2 separate regions of the Zea mays genome follow, and region 2 is linked to region 1. Evidence: chromatin contacts called from public Hi-C data. All regions are on one chromosome and are shown on one strand. Each heading gives the region's core, a stretch centred on a gene start, on an enhancer-like site or on the middle of the called end of the contact. The rest is flanking DNA. Distances are from core to core; before and after follow the strand shown.

Evidence for each region. Hi-C and Micro-C count contacts between places; a contact is called where the count stands out from the background.
Region 2: a contact with region 1 is called in a Hi-C map of leaf, with 6 times the contacts expected there. The contact joins the promoter of LOC100382537 here to the promoter of LOC100285412 in region 1. A contact is called at or near these places in 5 of 25 Hi-C or Micro-C datasets (ear, leaf and tassel).

The regions. Positions count from the first base shown.
Region 1 is chr6:174,952,841-174,960,358 of Zm-B73-REFERENCE-NAM-5.0, reverse strand. It overlaps LOC100285412 (dynamin-related protein 1A), which reads left to right and starts at 4,156. Exons shown (of 16, transcript NM_001158305.1): 1 at 4,156-4,486; 2 at 4,970-5,033; 3 at 5,122-5,226; 4 at 5,560-5,661; 5 at 5,894-5,944; 6 at 6,043-6,104; 7 at 6,342-6,432; 8 at 7,076-7,140. The coding sequence starts at 4,358. It overlaps LOC103630712 (tetraspanin-6), which reads left to right and starts at 1,484. Exons shown (of 2, transcript XM_008651761.3): 1 at 1,484-2,220; 2 at 2,458-2,767. The coding sequence starts at 1,766. The coding sequence ends at 2,467. It overlaps LOC103630711 (tetraspanin-6), which reads left to right. Exons shown (of 2, transcript XM_020539650.2): 1 at 1-240; 2 at 478-661. The coding sequence ends at 487.
Region 2 is chr6:175,140,072-175,147,416 of Zm-B73-REFERENCE-NAM-5.0, reverse strand. LOC100382537 reads right to left here and starts at 1,969. Exons shown (of 5, transcript NM_001175271.2): 1 at 1,683-1,969; 2 at 462-1,073. The coding sequence starts at 1,690.

The DNA of each region.
Region 1 (7,518 bases), core at 2,907-5,406:
CTACCGGTGGAACGCCCCGGACATCCTCTGCTACCGGTGCGACTCGTGCAGGGCCGGCGTGATGGAGCAGGTGCGCCAAGACTGGCACAAGATCTTTGTGCTCGACGTCGCCGTGCTCGCCGCTCTCGTCTGCATCTGCTCATGCGGGTGTTGTGCCTTCAGGAACGCTCGCCACTCCCGGTCCCAGTACCCATACGGGGTAAACCAAACGTCCAAGATAAACCCACGCTGGGACTACTGGTACTCTAAGATAGAGAGTTCTGTTGTTTACTCTCTCTGCTTTCCCATTTATCGCCTCTTATTGTTTGTAGAGTAAAATTTAAAATAGGAGATGTGATTAGTAGGACCGCTGAAGATAACCTTATTGGGCAGTAAACAATCCCATGACCAAAACAAAACATGAATCTATGTGCTTTTATGCCTGTTTGTTTTCTATGGTTTTTAACGCTGCTTTATATGTGCTTTTTTTTGCTGTAGGTGGCGATGATGGGGTGGTAGAAGAGAACAGATCTACTAGGCTAGTTGTAGCTTCTCAATGCCTGTATGATATTTTGATCCAATCTTCTGTGGTAAAAGATAAAATAACACTTGGGATCTGTATGTGTTATTAGCCCCTGTGGTACTCTATTTGTTTCCAGGTCTGCAGAGTTTAGTTTCTATAGATATTTGAGTTAAGAGGAGACTAAGGGGGTGTTTGGTTTCTAGGGACTAATGTTTAGTCCCTAGATTTTATTCCATTTTAGTGTATAAATTGCTAAATATAGAAACTAAAATAAAGTTTTAGTTTCTATATTTGGCAATTTTGAAACTAAAATGGAATAAAATCTAGGGACTAAACATTAGTCCCTAGAAACCAAACACCCCCTAAGCCATGAAGTAAAAGAGATGCCTAGTTTTTTTCCCCTTCAATATGGTAGCCAGCATTGTATCATGTAGAATTTTAATCCAGGACAGAAGTGGTTCCATGTATATGGGGGAAACCAAACCACACAAGAAGCTATCAGTTATGCCTGTTCTACTGTTGGTGTGGCTTCTCTATCTCATTAGGTACTGTCTTCTGGACATAACTTATGATGTGATTACACTGGATTCCTTTACACTGAAGTCAAATCGGGGGCAGGCTATTCAGCAATGTTTCAGAGACATGTTCACTGGAATTCCGACAGCAGCCCATTTTTGGCACATAAAACAAAATACACAGACAAAAAAACAGAGAGAAAATCTCATACAGGCATAATAACTCACGGTGATCATCTATTATTGGCATTGATTGTCGCAGAACATATTCACATTGACCTGTTATTGGTCGCAAAACTGGTATCAGGTATGGTACAGCAATTTGTTTTCAATCGGAGTAACACAGTCCATCCACGTCGTCAAAATTTTTTTGAACCATCCGATCGTCAATCACCGGTTGATGTCTCCTCTCGCTCGTAAAGCTCTCCGCTCAAAGCTCCACGGACGGAAACTGACCTCCGCGACGCTTCCAGAACCAGCGCCTCATCCCCTTTCCCCCCTGATACGACGCTTCATCTCCCCCTTCTGGGCAGCGACGCCTTGAGGAGCCGCCGCCGCACGCTCCGCTCCTCCCTGCACCTCATCCCCTTCCCCTGCTCCCCCTCACACGACGTGCGGCGGTGCGAGGACCGGCCCTGGCACCAGCGCCCCCGGTGCCTGGAGCAGTGCAGGGAGGAGGAGCGGGAGAAGCGGCAAGAGCGGAGCAGGCACGAGGCCGACGACCGCAGCGGCGAGGGCTCGTCGGAGGATGAGCGCGAGCGCGAGCAGGAGAAGGAGGAGAAGCAGAAGGACCGGCGGTCGTACGTGTTCGACCGGCGCAGCCTCCGACGAGCGCGAGCGCGAGCAGGAGAAGGAGGAGAAGCAGAAGGACCGGCGGTCGTACGAGCAGTCCGGCTCCTGCAAGCCGCCGACGGCGTGCCAGTACAGCGGAGGCATGCCAGTCGGGGCGCAGGACGAGGACTCCTACCGGTGGAACGCCCCGGACATCCTCTGCTACCGGTGCGACTCGTGCAGGGCCGGCGTGATGGAGCAGGTGCGCCAAGACTGGCACAAGATCTTTGTGCTCGACGTCGCCGTGCTCGCCGCTCTCGTCTGCATCTGCTCATGCGGGTGTTGTGCCTTCAGGAACGCTCGCCACTCCCGGTCCCAGTACCCATACGGGGTAAACCAAACGTCCAAGATAAACCCACGCTGGGACTACTGGTACTCTAAGATAGAGAGTTCTGTTGTTTACTCTCTCTGCTTTCCCATTTATCGCCTCTTATTGTTTGTAGAGTAAAATTTAAAATAGGAGATGTGATTAGTAGGACCGCTGAAGATAACCTTATTGGGCAGTAAACAATCCCATGACCAAAACAAAACATGAATCTATGTGCTTTTATGCCTGTTTGTTTTCTATGGTTTTTAACGCTGCTTTATATGTGCTTTTTTTTGCTGTAGGTGGCGATGATGGGGTGGTAGAAGAGAACAGATCTACTAGGCTAGCTGTAGCTTCTCAATGCCTGTATGATATTTTGATCCAATCTTCTGTGGTAAAAGATAAAATAACACTTGGGATCTGTATGTGTTATTAGCCCCTGTGGTACTCTATTTGTTTCCAGGTCTGCAGAGTTTAGTTTCTATAGATATTTGAGTTAAGAGGAGACTAAGCCATGAAGTAAAAGAGATGCCTAGTTTTTTTCCCCTTCAATATGGTAGCCAGCATTGTATCATGTAGAATTTTAATCCAGGACAGAAGTGGTTCCATGTATATGGGGGAAACCAAACCACACAAGAAGCTATCAGTTATGCCTGTTCTACTGTTGGTGTGGCTTCTCTATCTCATTAGGTACTGTCTTCTGGACATAACTTATGATGTGATTACACTGGATTCCTTTACACTGAAGTCAAATCGGGGGCAGGCTATTCAACAATGTTTCAGAGACATGTTCACTGGAATTCCGACAGCAGCCCATTTTTGGCACATAAAACAAAATACACAGACAAAAAAACAGAGAGAAAATCTCATACAGGCATAATAACTCACGGTGATCATCTATTATTGGCATTGATTGTCGCAGAACATATTCACATTGACCTGTTATTGGTCGCAAAACTGGTATCAGGTATGGTACAGCAATTTGTTTTCAATCGGAGTAACACAGTCCGAATCACAAAGTGAAAAAAGGTGCCAAAGGCTTATTGGACGGTTGGACCAGATGTGTCTCCAGTTCTGAAATAATCTGTGTTTTGAAAAAAGCCATGTATCCTGTGATCCATGTCCATTTAGAAGGGTCTAGCAAGGAACATGCCGGAAAGAATGGTTGTCTTGTTCAATAGGGTGTACCTAGTGTTCCATGTCTTTCCAAAATGAAAATTTTTCCAGCAATTAAGGGGGCTCAACTTGGTGCTTAAATCAGTTGTCAGTGCTAATTTTTTATAGCTCAGTGGATTATGAAAAAGCTGATTTGAAGATGAAATCCCAGCTCCATAAGTTTTGTTAAGGTAACACTAAACCTAACTTACTTTTATTTTGTCCTTACAGGTCTACATGCTTCTAAGTTTCTTTTGTTTTTCAACCAGACTTACTTCAACCGCTTATTTCTTTAAAATAGACATAATTGCTATTTTTTCTAAATGTTCTATACACAAGCTTTCTAAATGTTTGCTACACAAGATTACTCTACAGGATTACTGAATGTTTTCTACGCGCGCGGGACGCGCGCTTAAGTTACTAGTATTTCTATTAAAAAGGAGCGAGCAGAAGAGCGTGTCATATGTTGCAAAATAAAACAAAGATCAGTGATGCATAAAAACAATTTCCATATATGTCCTATGAAAACAATTTCCATATATGTCCTATGAATATAGGATAGGCTTATATCTAAGCTTTAGAAAATGGTAAAATATTAAATTCCAAATCAAACTAAGTAAAATTTAATTTCTTCAGATGAAGGAGACGACTCCTTTAGTGCATTCAAACATAGAGCTAGATCAGCTGAAACTCAAGTCTGGAAATCAAATCTACTGAAACTCTACCTGAAGAGAGCATCCCAACATGGCAACATAGAGCTAGATCAGCTGGCAGCCCACCACGCTGCTGGTACGACACAGACCACGTTCAATTCAAAACCCAAATCAACTCCGACGCTCCCAGACACCAGACCACCGTCGCTCGCTCGCCTGCACAACCTCTCCATCCAGGCCACAGCTCGAGACCAACGACCGACGCCTAGACGCGGCTGGGCGGTCGGCCTCACCTCGTTCCCCCGCCTCCCTTCTTCCTGCTCCGCGTCTCGATCTCGACTCCCCCGCCGCGTCGCGCGACCCGGCCAGATCTCGCCCACCCTGCGCCGCGGCCATGGATAACTTGATCACCCTCGTCAACAAGCTGCAGAGGGCTTGCACGGCTCTCGGAGACCACGGAGAGGAGAGCGCCCTCCCGACGCTCTGGGACTCGCTGCCGGCTATCGCCGTCGTTGGAGGACAGGTGCCCTTCTTCCCTTCCCGGGCACGTTTTTTCGCGTTGGTTCTGATTGGATCTGGTGCTGTCGCCCCAGCTTCGTGGGTGTGGATCTCGCGGGTTGCTGGTGGAACCGCGAGGGTTAGTTGTTGATGCGGCTTGGCGGTGCTTGGATCTGCAATACTCGGACTCGTAGTGCAGGAAGTTGGATTTGGGTCGCTTACATGTTTGCATCTGGAGCGGTTTTGATGCGCCCAGGCCCAGCCACCCGCTTGATTGATTAATTGCTGAGTTCCGCACTCCCGTCTGGTTGGGAAGCTAGTCCACTAGTGACTTAGTGTGATCAAGTACGGATGCGAGTATGTTCATTGGATGTTTGCGTGATGAAAATCGTAGTTCGATGCTATTTTTCAAAATGGATTCGTGCTCTCGTGAACATCTATAAGCTCGTTTCGATTTCTACATGCATTCAAATAATGTCGCAGTTTGACGTTTGAATTTTGCTGACAGAGCTCTGGTAAATCATCTGTGTTGGAGAGCGTGGTTGGGAAGGATTTCCTACCGAGGGGTTCAGGTACTTTTGTAGCAAGGAGTATTTGCGGTGAATCCCAGTGCTACTTCTTGTTTAGGTGTTCTGATTGTGGCTGGAATGGTATCTGCAGGCATTGTAACCCGGCGGCCGCTGGTGCTGCAGCTCCACAGAATTGATGGTGACAGGGAATATGCAGAGTTCATGCATCTTCCGAGAAAGAGATTTACAGATTTTGGTAATTCATCTGCTCCTTTCTACTTTTGGAGCTGCATGATTCATGACTGATGAGATAGTATTATATAAAACTATATTGTCACTTATGGTTGAGGACTGTTCTATAGTTGAATTTCGTGTTGCTAATGGAAACATCCTTTCTATATTATTATTTTAATTATGCTATCATACTAGCTTCTGGTTTGCTGTTTTTTCCTTAAACATGAACTAACACACACACTTGCTTTATGGGAAATGGTCTTCAATGCTAAACCAGAATTGTCTGAATTTTAAATTGTATAAACTCAGTTTATCAAATGATACTTGGTACATAATGGTAGTTGTATTCTTGCAGCTGCTGTGAGAAAGGAGATAGCTGATGAAACTGACCGAGAAACAGGCCGTTCAAAGCAAATATCAACTGTCCCTATCCATTTAAGCATATTTTCTCCCCATGGTAAGATGCAAACTCTTGAAGGGTACATTGTTACCGTCGCATTATCACATCTCAACTGTCCTCTTCCTAGTGAGTGTTGTTTGTTGCAAAGGATTTAAGGGTTCCTTTAGCTTGTCGACTCTGCTGTAGGTTGGGCAGCCGTACCACATTTGAACCGTGTTGTGTGGTTTATCTGATATAGTTCCGTGTCCCTTTTTTTGTGTGTGTGTTTGACAATTTTACATTCTCGCAGTTGTGAATCTTACTCTTATTGATCTTCCTGGGCTTACTAAAGTAGCAGTTGGTAAGTGATTGTCAATTATTTTTTTCTTGTTCTTTATTTTGATGTTATTGTGATCTTGCCCTAATCTTCTAGATTGCTATTGTCTTTACTCTTGGCAGATGGCCAACCGGAGAGTATTGTACATGACATTGAAAACATGGTTCGCTCATATATTGAAAAGGTATGGTTTACTTCAACTGCCTTCATTTTATATTGTTGACATTTCATTGCTGATCATGCTTGAATTAACTGGATAAGATGTTCATCTGTGCTTATCCACACTGGCAATCTTTACTTCAACCCTTGTCTAGATTTGCATGCTTTTGTTCCTAGTCATATTGTAACATCTTTTAGCTATTGACTTATGTTCTATGTATTGCGAAAACTGGTATATAATTAGTTTTATTTCTTTTCTCAGCCAAATTGTATCATTCTGGCTGTGTCCCCAGCCAATCAGGACCTTGCTACTTCTGATGCAATCAAGATTTCACGGGAAGTTGATCCCAAAGGTATGCCTCTTTTGTCAGTTCAAAGAAAGCTGATATACAATGTGGTTAGTACATACTTTCTTGCTTATACTTGTCAATGCGCGCACACAACACACTTTGATTAATTTATCAAAATAGCAAGACCAGTTTAAAACTAGTCGGATACATAAAATGGAAGCAGCGCCGCAAGCCCGCAAGCACTGTCTAATTGTTCCTAATGCTTGTTGAGTTTAAGGTTCTGTTTTAGGATGAAAATCAAAACCACATTTCATTCATGGGATTTCATTTATAGTTGGCTTTGATCCCCCATATTTTCCTAACTCATGCTATGCGTATACAATATAAGACTATATATTTCTTTAATGATTATTGTCACATATGCTTTAACTTTTGGCATGCCAGGAAGCTTCATAATGATATATAATTTTGAGTTTGTTTGATATGATGAAAATTGGTATGGTCTGACAGTCTTGTGATTTTCATACACCAAATGTCGATTTGTCCATCTCTGTTGAAAGTTAATTTACATTACGCAGATAATTCCTGCCATTGTTCTCAAGTTAGTTTATGAAAGAAATACTTTTACTGCATTCGTGTAATTTTTGTACATTGTTTATCTTAAGTCATGTACATGTTTTATAGAAGTGCACGGTTGTTGATTCAGGTGAAAGGACCTTTGGTGTGCTCACAAAAATTGATCTGATGGATAAGGGTACCGATGCTGTTGATGTAAGTTTGTATGATTTTAAACTTTAATCATTTGTTAGATACTTAATAGCTTGCTGTAGCATTATCTTATTATAACAGTCTTTGCTTAGGTGTTCCTTGACTTTATTGGTAATATTTGGACCAACCTAGCAACCAAACGCTGTCGACGTCGGTTGACTTCTATAATCTATACTGTATTCTGTATTATTTTGATCCTTGCTGTATTTTTTTTGCCTTACACCTTGTAACCTGTCTTAGCGACACCAATTCTCTAGGTTGCGCTCATAGTCTTAACTGTAAACAGAACATAAGGATCAAATATATGGGTCATCAGTTGTATCAACAAAGGCTATCTGAATGATGGCTTGAATTTGATTTTGTATTGAATTATTTCCTGCA
Region 2 (7,345 bases), core at 720-3,219, 190 kb before region 1:
AACCCACTTGGATCTTAAATAAACAAAAACGAAAAAGAAAAGAAACAAAACAATAAATATAATTACAAGGGGTGTGGGTGTGGCGAGAATGGTTCTCGTCGTACTTCCTCCGTTTGTTCTTTTTATTAGTCGCTGGATAGTGTAAAATTGCACTATCCAGCGACTAATAAAAAGAAACGGAGGGAGTATATCGTATGATCCGAACGCACCTGAAGGGGGGCGTGACAGCTCACCCGGACAAGTCGAACCGGCGCGAATCAGCGTGAGCGGGTCGAGTCTCACGGCACCACGTACGTACGAGTACGACCGCGACAGCACAGGCCAGAGAATACGGCTCGGTGGCGGGGGTAAAAGCGGAAGAGAAAAACGCGGAGCGCGGCGCAAGAAAACCAAGTGGAGGACGCCAGGAGGTAGAGGAGAGGCGGTAGGCGTGGGGGGAGTAAAGACGGCGGCGGCCATACCTGAGCGGGTGGGGGAGGGCGCCGGCAGAGGATCCGGAGCCGGAGCCGGAGCCGGAGCGCGGAGGGAGAGACGAGACGGAGCGGAGGTTGGACCCGCGGGTGTAGGGCGCCGCGCTCGGGGGCGGCATCAGCTTGTCCACCGCCGGGGACGACGAGCGCCGCTGGATCTTGCCGCCGGCCTGCCGGTGCTGCGGCGACGGGGACGCGGAGTCTCGGCGGCAGCGCATGCGCTTGTTCTGTCCCCACTGGAGCAGCAATTCGCCGGTTCCGGTGGAGCTCGGGGAGGCGGGGTCGGAGTGGTCGGAGGAGGCGCCGTGGCTGTGGCCATGGCCGTGGTCGTGGTCGCGAACAGGGCTCTTGGTCGCGGCGACGGCAGCGGTGGCCGCCGAGGTAGGCGCGGGCTGCGCCGGCGGCGCGCGGGCGCGCGCCTTGGACTCGAGCGACGTCGAGGCCAGGAACGCCGCGAGTCGGGAGCTGTCGGTGGCGACGGCCGGCGCCACGTCATCCTTGCTCGATCTGGGCGGCGGCGTTGCAGGCTTCTTGCTCGCGCCGCCGCCGCCGCTCCCGATGCCATTGGGCAGCGGGAGGCCATCTGAGCTAGGCCTCGGGTATCTGCAGCGGAATCAATCAAACGGAGCTCGAGTCAGCGGCTGGATCGAGCAAGAGGGATGTCCAACACCTGGAACAATGGGTGGAAGGAACGGCAAAACCACGTCTTCCTGCGTGAATTCGGAACCCCAGAAATCAGAACCCTCGCAAACCGGACTCCACGCGGAACGAACGGTTCGGAGATCTGTGTAGCGGAATCAGCCCAGAACGCGAGCGGAGAAATTCAGAACGAAAAACCTGCAAATATATGAGAACCCAGCCGAGACTAGCGAAGAAGCAGAAGAGATTGGTAAGACAGAGACTGCGAGACGCGAGAACAACTGGACCGCAGATCAAACGGACCCTCGAGGAGCCTTGCGGAGAGAAGGCGGCGCAGAGAGCAGTTGGGGACTGCGAACACGCCACGAAACGGAGAAACTTCACAAATCAGCCCGGCAGGACCCGGAACGCCGCGTCAACAGACACCGACAGCGGAAACGAGAACGCAAATTCGCGGCTTTGGTCCCAGGGAAGACACGCCGTGCGCACGAGAACACCAGGAAACGCCGAACACATCGCTGCAGCGGCAGCGGCAGGCGAGCGCCGAGCGGGATTGGGGGTGGATTCGCGTACCTCATCATGTTCAATGCCGACGCGGCCTTCGCCGGGCTCGACGAGGCCACGTCCCGAGCACTTCGCCGGGCTCGAATCGGCGTCTTCAACTCCTCCGCCGGTGCTGGTTCTACAATCGCCGGTGCACTTCTTCCTCTCTCCAGGCTCGTCGTCTTGCTCTACAGATCAAACGTATCGGCCGACCAAACCAACAAGAGGCCGCAGGGAACGAGGGTTCTTGCGAAATCTGACGGCGAGTGCAGAACAGGGAGGAGCGGGGGGCCGGAGAGCGCAAAGCAATGGCGAGGAGGAGGAGCAGAGCCTGGAGGGTGAAGGGCCCGGCCGAGGCTTTATCGTTTCCACTCTACCGGCAATGCCCTCCACTCTTGGCCCATATTCTCGCCTCTGCCACCTCTATGCCCAAACAGGAGTACACTTGCGAGGCAGTGGTACGCCTGTGGTAATCGTTAACGCTGATGGGCATTCCCGTAATGCTGTTGGCAAGTATGCGTTGAGATTGAGGGATTAGGGATACGCCCACCATAGCAAAGCACTACTAGTAGCAGACACAACGTCACTCGGCGTCTGACAGGTGGGCCACGCATCGATACCATGTAGCCCTGTTTTAGCTGACGAACGTGATCTGATCACTGCAGAAGTGGACGGCGATCTCTGCTCCAAACTTGGCAACAACTGGGCACGGTGCGCCCCGGGCTACCTAACCAGACCGTGACTCGCTGACGTGCGGGGTCGGACTCGGACGATGTTGACCACGGGCACGGGATTGTTGGCGGACGGGTGGGATTCGATTGCGTCCACCACCCACCATGTCAGACCGAGGGGGTTATGTGAAGCTACAACGAGTGGACGCGGAGTAGGGTTGAAAACGGACGGAAAAAATCCCGTCCCGACCCGTACCGTTTTCTACATTTGACCCGACCGTTTCCGTATTTACGGAAAAATATGGAAACGGGACGGAAATGGGAGAGGGCTTATTCCGTCCGTTTTTGCGGGATCCCGTTTTTTTCCGGATTGAACCCGTATTTATTCCGTATTTGATAAATATGGGACGAGCCTAATATGCATTAGTATATAAACTAAATCCTCGTGTATTTAGGTGACAAATTATAGCACAATTGGGCATTGTAACCACCGGCTCTTTTTAAATAACAAGTGATCTAAAGTCTTAAACAACATCAGATGTAGCTAAATGTACACATTTAACAACCAAACAACAATAGAATGTTGTCTCTCTATATCTATTTGTTTTATGTTATTGTTCTGCCAATCAATCACTAGTCAAACATCAATAACATTTCTATTTGTATTAAATTATGAGTTTCCGTTAGTATTTCCGTTTCCGTTCGTTTTCGCAATTCCGTTTATCCCGCTCCCATTTCCGTTCCCGACTATTCCGGACCTGATCCCGTTTCCGATGATAAAATGCGGATACGGAAATGGGAGAAGGGTTTTTCCGTCCGTTTCCGTCCGTTTTCATCCCTAACGCGGAGCGCGTGACGGCGTGAGGTGGCGCGGTTGCCCGGCCGGCGGCCGCTGCCGCTGCCGCTGTGTTTACACAAAAACGCTGGCTTGTAGTGTTTTTTTAGACTTGCTATTACATGCAGTGCAGGAGATCACACCATCAGTACAGGGTTTAGCAGCATTAAAGAGATGAATGATTATCTTTTCAGCTCATAAAACGGGAAAACAAGATGACTATGCTTATTGGGTTTATGGATCTAGTGTAACTAGTTTGAACACATGTATCATATAGATTTTAACTTCACTCGTCTACATGGTTTCTCTTGTCAATGTCGAAAGACATGTAGCGGACTAGTGGTTGTTGTTGTAGTTTTCATGCATGGAGTTATGGAGATGATGTAGCTAAACCATCTTAAACATTCTAGTTATTGCCAAAAAAGGCCTAGTCAACCCATAACTTGGTGTAGCGTAGTTGGACTGTTAGTTCACGTGTTGGTCTCGTCCACCTCATCGACGTCGAGTGGTACATGCTTGTTGATGTAGAATAGTTGACTTAGCTAGAACATTAGCTCGCTTGTTAGATTGGGCCACTTGTAACCTAAAAAAATAATCGATGCTACTACAACAATAACGGAAATAATCGATGCTACAACAAAAACTACAACTAAATGTGGTAGTCCCACGTGCAACTTTATTTAATAAAGCATCACCCTTCCTTTCTTTTCACGTGTTTCCTTAATCAATCAACAACTCATTCGATTCCTATTCTTATTAAGTATCTTATATAAATGGTGGGAACAAGAAAGTATATTCTTCATCTATCGATTGCAGTATGTATGATTTCTTCTCGAACTCCTGCTTATGTATCACCCCACATTAATAGGGAAAGAGACGTATATGCTCTAAGGCAATCATACTTCTACCAACATAGTTACATCATTTTGTGGGCAAGCTTCAACTTAAAGGTCACCTATTTTGTCACTAGTTAGAGGAGTAGTAACAGTTGTTGGGAAACACCATTACCATCCATGGGAGGTTGAATAAAAACATAAGTAGTAGGAGCATGGCATTGGGAAAAAGATAAAATCGATCTAGCTCTAGCAACAAAGCAGTAGTCAAGCCACTCCATGTCGTCCAAGACTTTCCCCTTAGAGCACACCATGAGATGCTTTATGAACAACACCTCTGTTTAGGGCTGGAACGAGCCGAGCCGAGCAAAGCTCGGCTTGGCTCACAAGCCACACTCTGCTAAATATTATTGCAATATAAAATAAATAAAAGTATATAAATGTGGAATATACAAACAACATTCAATATTATGAGTAATCTAAATTATGAAATGTCATAAATTCATCATCAAAAGCTAAGAAATGATGCTATTATCAATAGAATTATCTAATATCCATTGTTATTTTATAGATTAATTAATTTGGCATAGCTTGCGAGTCGGCTCGTGAGCCTGATCGGCTCGTCTCGCTCCTTCGAGAGTCGAGTCGCTCCGAGCTCGAGCCGGCTCACGAGCCTTGAGTTTTTTTTCCGGCCCTACCTTTGTTCAATGTTGATACCTATCACGTTCCATGGTTAATGATTCTCTTCCTTTTCCACTCTTTCTTCATCATGCAAGACATTTTTCTGACATAATTCTAGTGGTTATTTGTCCAATTGATCTTGGGTAGTGAACTAATGACATCGATCCTCCAAGACCAATAGTTTTCATAGCCAAATTTATTGAAGCTATTCCCTCGCATGAATCACAACTTTCTGGATGCACTCTTGAACACCATGGTGCAAGATATAGAAAAACTTATATCTAGGTTGATCTAATCGAACCCACCCAACGCGGGCATGTGCATCAACCTATTCTTTGTAGTTTACGACATGGTTACCCACACTATAGCCTCTGACATCTACTTCTAAAAGGGAAAGTGATGGGATTACTTAGAGACCAGTAGATATACTAGATCGAGAAGAAGAAAAGAAAGCACAATTATACTAGGTTCCACTCGACGTGATCGAGTGTTGCTTTGTTATCTTTTTTCGTGTAGCGAGTCAAGTTGCTAGTTAACCTTATTGAGGTTGGTTGCTATGATGTATTGAAATTCAACGTCTCCTACATCTTCTAATTAAGGAAGACAATTAGCTTTTTTGATGGCTATGGAAAACCTATGGGACCTATGCATACCTCATATGAGTTTATGAGCTCCTCCCATTCAAAGATAGCCACGACTCCTATCTGGTTACTGTGTTAAACAATTCATTCCTCTCAATGCATCCCTATGGTAAAGACCTAGTCATATTGAAAGTCGCCTAGAGGGGGGGTGAATAGGGCGAATCTGAAATTTACAAACTTAATCACAACTACAAGCCGAGTTAGCGTTAGAAATATAATCGAGTCCGAGAGAGAGGGTGCAAAACAAATCGCAAGCGAATAAAGAGTGTGACATACGGATTTGTTTTACCGAGGTTCGATTCTCGCAAACCTACTCCCCGTTGAGGTGGTCACAAAGACCGGGTCTCTTTCAACCCTTTGCCTCTCTCAAACGGTCCCTCGGACCGAGTGAGCTTCTCTTCTCAAATCAATTGGGAACCAAACTTCCCGCAAGGACCACCACACAATTGGTGTCTCTTGCCTTGCTTACAATTGAGATGATCGCAAGAAAGAATGAAAGAAAGAAGCAATCCAAGCGCAAGAGCTTAAAAAAACACAACAAATCTCTCTCACTAATCACTAAAGCCTTGTGTGGAATTGGGAGAGGATTTGATCACTTTGGTGTGTCTTGTATTGAATGCTTAGCTCTTGTAAGTAGTTGGAAGGTGGAAAACTTGGATGACTTGAATGTGGGGTGGTTGGGGGTATTTATAACCCCAACCACCAAACTAGCCGTTTGGTGAAGGCTGCAGTCGACGGGCGCACCGGACAGTCCGGTGCGCCACCGGACACTGTCCGGTGCGCCAGCCATGTCACCTGGCCGTTGGGTTCCGACCGTTGGAGCTCTGACGAGTGGGCCCGCCTGGCTGTCCGGTGGTGCACCGGACAAGTCCTGTAGACTGTCCGGTGTGCCACCTGCGCGTGCACTGCTCCTCTGCGCGCGCAGGCGCGCATTTAATGCGTTGCAGTCGACCGTTGCGCGCGAAGTAGCCGTTGCTCCGCTGGCTCACCGGACAGTCCGGTGTGCACCAGACATGTCCGGTGAATTTTAGCGGAGCGGAAATCCGAAGCTGGCGAGTTCAGAGTTGCTCTCCCTTGGGGCACCGGACATTGTCCGGTGGTACACCGGACAGTCCGGTGAATTATAGTGAAGCGCCTCTGAGAATTCCCGAAGGTGCGAAGTTTAGCTTGGAGTCCCCTGGTGCACCGGACACTGTCCGGTGGTGCACCGCACACTGTCCGGTGGCACACCGGACAGTCCGGTGTGCCAGACCAGGGCACACTTCGGTTGTCCCTTGCTCTCTTTGTTTGAACCCTTTTCTTGGTCTTTTTATTGGCTTTTTGTGAACCTTTGGTACCTGTATAACTTATAGACTAGAGCAAACTAGTTAGTCCAATTATTTGTGTTGGGCAATTCAACCACCAAAATCAATTAGGAAATAGGTGTAAGCCTAATTCCCTTTCACATATTCTGTTTAGAATTTTCTAGTTGCAGAAAAGCAATGGAAAGGAACATATTAGCTAGTTCAACTAAATCTGGACATAGAGAACCGGACTATAAAATGAGCTGTAGTTTATGAACCAGTACATTATTGTTTTCCTAGTCTAGTAAGTCAAATGGTCCAGCCAGTCAAGTAGTAGTGATCAAATAAGCACAATTGTTAGTGCTAAGCATATTCAATCCTTCGGTTTAAAGTTAAGATCACAAGCTAGTTATGAGAATAAGCTCTTCAACCTAGTTTTATCTTACAAACTACTACAAAATCCACTTTTCTCATATTTGCAAATTGCATATCTTAATCTTAATAGGATGTTGGCTAAAATAAGGGAGATATCATATCCAAATATGCGATGCAAGATGATTCACGATGAATGGCCAAAAGGAAGGTTAGAAAGTGTGCCCTTGGTTGGGTTATGACCTACACACTTAGATTGAGTCATCGATGTTATAAGAGGTAGTGGTCAGTCCGCGCAAATTAAGCCATAATGCCATATATTGAAAAAAAGCAAAACATGGTGCTAACATGGTAAAAATGAATATGAAATCTGTCTT